Regions from separate parts of the Mus musculus genome. Here region 2 is linked to region 1. A link is a contact called in public promoter capture Hi-C data. All regions are on one chromosome and are shown on one strand. The core of a region is the stretch at or near the end of the contact, and the rest is flanking DNA. Distances in the headings are between cores, read along the strand shown. Region 1 holds the start of Syne2 (spectrin repeat containing, nuclear envelope 2). Region 2 overlaps Esr2 (estrogen receptor 2 (beta)).

Evidence for each region. Promoter capture Hi-C pulls out the DNA fragments that hold promoters and counts their contacts.
Region 2: a promoter capture Hi-C map of maxillary cranial neural crest shows a contact between it and region 1. The contact joins the enhancer-like site here to the promoter of Syne2 in region 1. A contact is called at or near these places in 2 of 39 promoter capture datasets (cranial neural crest and maxillary cranial neural crest), 11 of 115 datasets of contacts at active chromatin or transcription factors (bone marrow-derived macrophages, craniofacial prominence, embryonic limb bud and 4 more) and 1 of 9 other capture datasets (embryonic stem cells).

What each region holds. Positions count from the first base shown.
Region 1 is chr12:75,817,056-75,819,755 of GRCm38.p6, forward strand. Syne2 (spectrin repeat containing, nuclear envelope 2) reads left to right here and starts at 1,263. Exons shown (of 116, transcript NM_001005510.2): 1 at 1,263-1,423. It overlaps Gm40447 (collagen alpha-1(II) chain-like), which reads right to left and starts at 2,573. Exons shown (of 7, transcript XM_011244246.1): 1 at 2,442-2,573; 2 at 854-2,296. The coding sequence starts at 2,573. The coding sequence ends at 1,028.
Region 2 is chr12:76,151,205-76,153,904 of GRCm38.p6, forward strand. All of the region lies in intron 4 of Esr2 (estrogen receptor 2 (beta)), which reads right to left. It also overlaps the pseudogene Gm7862. Among named protein-coding and RNA genes, the nearest start is that of Esr2, 25 kb to the right of the region's middle. Within about 2 kb of position 1,392, at least 10 of the 459 cell types and tissues checked have an H3K27ac peak or open chromatin away from gene starts, as enhancers often do.

The sequences.
Region 1 (2,700 bases), core at 13-2,512:
ATGTGGCTGAGGCAAGCCTTGATTTCCCAATCCTCCTGTCCCCACCTCCTGAGTGTTGGATTACAAGTGGGCACCATCACTTCATGTTTATATGAAGTGCTGAGGATCAAAGCTAGGCAAGCAGGCTACCCACTGAACCACACCTCGAGCTCCGCCCACCAAGCCATTACGGGATGCATAGCAAATAGTCTAAGAACTTGGAAGGTCAGAGTGAACCTAGAATACAAGAAATGCCATGCAGATATAGTACGGCGAAAAAAGACAATAAAGCATGTATTTTCACAGTTTACTTGTGTCACCTCAATACTCGCAGAGAGGAGAGTGTGGATAGAATTAAAACCTACGTTTCCCGGAAACATGGATTAGCTGAACCCACTGTCGTCAAACTTTTAATCTTCGACCCTTACCATTTAATTTGGGCCATCAGTAGCGCACTAAGCAATCCAGATAAGATTCTGCAGCTACACAATATGCATGAGGCGGGACTTGCATGAAGTTAAATTTGATTGCGATAGAAACTCAGGCCACTGCCTCTTTGTGATTTAACAGTGAAGTGATGCGTTGGTGTCTGACTTCAAGAGTCTTAATACTATAACAGCGACTCGAAACGCGAGTGGGAGTCAGGTGATGTCATCCTGAGTTCACAGGATTGAGTAATTTGCTGGAAAATCCAACTGACACCTACAGGACAGATTCCCAGGGACCCACTTTCTCCTGAATGTCGTTGTTTGAGGCGGCTCTCCTCAGCCCATCCTGCAGGCTGGCACGCGCGGGGCGGGGGGGGGGGGGACAGGGAAATAGGGTGGGGGGTGTCACTTATCTGCATTGTTAAATAAGCACCTCCTTATCTTACCTCCGTAGGTGAGGTCGAGGTCTGGGCTTCCTGACACTCTTAAGAAGCCGATGAAAAGTCCATGTTTCTCTAAGGCTCCACCTGGGTTCAAGGACCGGATCGCGGTCGGCTCGCTGATTTGTAGATCTAGGCATCCACCCACCGTGAAGAAGTGAAACCCGCCTGAAAAGTGTTCTAGGAGAGTCGGCCTCCCCTTTGTCTCCAGCTGCGGGTAGGCACGGAGGCGGAGGCTCGTGAACCTGCGTTCGGAGTTAGTTCCTCACTCCCGCCACCTGCAAGGGTCTGTAAGGCGGAGGGAAAGTTGCGGTGGCCGCAGGGAGGCGGCTCCGCCCCCAGTGCGCTGCTCCGGGCGGCGGCGAGCGCGGGACTGGGCGGGCCGGGAGGGCGCGGGGCGTGGTCTGTAGCCTCCAGTCCAGAGCGGAGCGCGCTCGGCTGCGCCGCAAGCCTTCGGCCGCACGGAAGAGCGAGCGGGAGAGCGATCGAGGGGCGCCATCGAGGCAGCGAGGCGAGGGGGGCGCGGAGTAGGTCGGGTCGAACTCCGGCCCTCGCCTCCCGGCCGGGCAGACAACGGTGAGCGCAGCCGCGGGGGGCTCCGCGCCCTAAAGCGCCCTGCGAGAGCGGGAGGGCGGGGAAGAGGCGGGCACGAGCCCTGCGGAGTCCCCAGAGCCCAGCGGGGAGCCCGGGGGGCCCACGGGAGTCTCTGGATGCCCGGCTCCCAGCTGGGCCGTGGGAAACTTCACCCGGGAGGGGACAGCGGGGCGCGCGGGGCGCTGTAAACTTAGCGGCGGGCGGGGCACCCTGGGGATCGCGGCGAGCGCCAGCGATTGGCGTTGGTGTCCCGGGCTTCTTTGTGTCACCTCCGGGCCCGGCCCGCGGGTGCACCCAGCTCGGCCCCGGGACTCCCCACTGTCCCCCTATCCCGGTCCAGGCGGGCGCGCTCGGCTGATTGTTTGCATTCCTCGCGTCACGCCTGGGCGGGAAAGATTTCGAACCGGGTGTTAGAACACTGAAGCCGCGGCGCAGAGATTGCAAAACCACGGGCGGCGGGAGGCTAGCCCCGGGGACCGGAGAACCTGCAGCCGGGGCGCACACTGTGGACAGGACGCGGGACCCTTGCGTTGGAAGAGAAGAGGCGGGCGCGGCGGCCCTGAGTCTCGGCGGGCGGAGAGGGGGCGCTGGGACCGCGGGGATTATAATTCCATTTTGATCGCTTGCGGTCTTTGTTGTCTGTACAATTGCCTTTAGGGTCTGACGGTAGCACCTGGTCCTCCTTACGGTCTCTCTCTTGAGGTCTGAAAAGATGCCCAGTGTGGGAGGGGGCCCGTGGATTGCATCCAGGGCTGCTGGCCACAGGAGCCGCTGCCTGAGATGGAGGTGGAGAAGTCCAGTGTAACACTTGCCTTTGTGGACGCGCCTTATTTCCGAAAGTTGTTTTCCCCTCCCCTAGTGGAAGGGAGCGTCGGGACGGAGTGGCAGCAGGCGCGGTTGTGCACAGGCACCATGTAGTAGCTCGAGGCAAACCGGGGAGGCTCTCAGTAACCGTGGGACTTAACAAATGTTTGAAAAGTTTTATTTGAAGCAACTCCACCTGCTTCCCTAAAAGTTTCCATCCCCCAAAGCTCTTGCTGGAGGTAATTCTGTGGCTGAGCTCGAATGTTCGGGTGGGGGCACAGTTAAGCAGACCTGGCCTCCTCGCAGCTCCCGTTCCAGTAAACGCCATCATGGGAGAAGGAGCATTCGGTTTTTATGGCCTAGGATTTTTGACGTGTTTACACGCTTCAACGCATGACTGGGGCTCCAGTTTTCTTTCTGGAAAATTCTCAAGACTTCCAAAGGCTTTCCCTGCG
Region 2 (2,700 bases), core at 142-2,641, 330 kb after region 1:
TTTATATGAAGCTACTACACCACCACCACCCGGCAAAAGTGTGTGTCCTTTCACTGTTTAAAAAACATCTAAATACTTCCGCCAAAGGGCAGGATCAGAAATAACAAAAATAATTAAGGTAAGAGATATGATTCATAAATCAAAAAGGAAGTAAGTGCAGTAAGATTGATCTTGGGTGAATGCAGAATTCCAGGTCCTTCAAGATTGGAAAGAAGACCCACCCATCCGCCTGAGGCTAGAGAGGTTATAGATCTTAGAGGAGACTGTACCACTGCCCCGCTTTCCTAGAGCAGTAGTCTATACAGTCCTAACTGCATTCTAAATGTCTATCCTTTTTTTTTTTTCACAACAGATTTTATCAGTCAAGGAGCAGAGTACAGACATTCCAATTCTTATTACACGTACCCAAAAAGAGCCATATACTGTGTTCACGTACCCAAACTCTGAAGTCACATTGTGTTCATGTACACAAATGAAGAGCTACGTATTGTTTTTCTTTGAACTTGTTCCATTGACTCTGCAAGTTCCCCTAAGACCTCTCATAACAACCAAATGCCTGTAATCCTCAGCCCACCAATTCACAATGTTACGCCACACACAGAACAGACTCAGGACTTCCATCTTTCACAGCACATTATCACTATTATTATTATAGGAAGATGGACTGCCATGGCCACAGACATCACAGTTCTGACAGGGCAAAGGCCAAGGACTGGCTTTCTTACAAAATGGTTCTACTAGAAACACGAGACCAGATAGAACTGAAAATATTCCAGACACAAATGCACTACTGGGATGCCAGATTGCCATTTAGTATGCTTTGTATTAAAGGATATAAAACTAGCCCCATCTACGGAATGTTATGGTGACCCCCGAGACAGTCACAGCCTCTCCTGATTCAGTATCCTGCTATTTTCTGGTTGTACCAAAAAATAAACAACCAGCAAATGATTTAACCTCTTAAAAAAAAACCATTTACACTTAAAAAATGGAATGAGGTGGGATCCCCTCACCTTTTAAAAATGTTTCTAGAGCTACTAAAAAAACTCCCATTTACAAAATAGTTGATAAAAATATTCCTCTGGATTGTACAAGAAGGGAGGCGGGCCCACTGACAGACGTGAAGGATGCTTAGTCGGACTTAGCTTCTTTCTCTTCTTCAGAGGCTGGACTCTGGTTTTCCGTCTCTCCATTTTCTGCAGGCAGCTCTGTGGTTTGCTGGTCAGCCACGTCAGCCTGTTTGCCCTTCGCTCCCCTCTTCCCTTTTATCTGCACTTTTTTTGTCTGATGCTTTATCCATTCCCGCGGCCTTTTTCGGCTTTGCGTCCACCTTGGCAGGGGCAGGCTTGGCCGACAACCTCGCGGAGCGGCGCTTGGGCTCCGCCTTGGCCGCTCCATCCGCGCTAACCTTCCTCTTGGGCATCGTGGCGGGGGTGGGAGACGCGTGGTGGGATCTGTCACCGTGGAGCCGCACTGCCAAGCCGCCACCGCTGCTACCACCACACGAACTTCTGCGACCCCGTTGTCGAGGGGGCGGTGGGAGAACCGGATGAAACCGGATTGGAGCCAATGTCTATCCTTATACCCACAGATAACCTTAGTCCTCACCATTCATCAATGAAACTTCATTTTACAATAGACAGACGATTACAGAAGTTCACAGCTGATCAGAAAGCAGAGAACAAAAACTGGTGGGGTGCTCAGCCCCAGTGGATACACCTACAGCACAAACCCTGCACACAAGGCAGGGAACATTGGTGAAGGTGGGGCAGAAAACTTGTAGAAACAGAGGACCAAGAAATTTACCGTGAGAATGGCTCCTAAAAGTGACAGGGATGCCATATCTAGGAGACCTCAACAATATGGTAAACAAGGCCTGAGCCAGTACAACACCCATAGGCATGCTAATGTGGAAAGGGGACATCTCCTGCGACCCCTCCCATAGACAAAGAACCTCAGGCAACTAAGCATGCTAAGACTGGGAAAAATTGTCTTTCCCAGGGAAAAGCTGCCAACCAAGAGGTCAGCTCTGAAACCATATACATAAAAGTAACACTGAATGAACTGAACAGTGTGTGTGTGTGTGTGTGTGTGTGTGTGTGTGTGTGTGTGTGTGTGTGTAAAACAACAACAAAAAGGCCATGGTTTTTGGGGAAGTGGGGAGGGGGAAATAAGTAATTTTTAATTTAAATGTGTATGTATATATGTTTTAAATTTTTTAAAGATAGATTATTTATTTTATGTATATGAATGCACTGTAGCTGTCTTCAGACACACCAGAAGAGGGCATTGGTTCTCATTACAGATGGTTGTGAGTCACCATGCGGTTGCTGGGAATTGAACTCAGGACCTCTAGAAGAGCAGTCAGTGCTCTTAATTGCTGAGCCATCTCTCCAGCCCCCATTTCAAATTTTTTTAAGGACAGTAGAGAAGGACAAATGTGACCAGAGGATTTACAGAAAAGCAGAAACCTGCCAGGCATAAAGGGAGGAGGACTAGGCCCTGGAGAGCTGGCACAGTGGTTAAGGATGCTCGCTGCTCTGGCAGAGGACCCAGTACCAGTTCCCAGCTCCCGCAGGGTGACTCCAGCTCTAGGGGATCTAATGACTTCTTCTGACCTACGTGGGCACTGTATGGACATGGTGCACAGACATGCATAAAGGCAAAACACTCATCTAGACAAAGCAAAATTAAATCTTT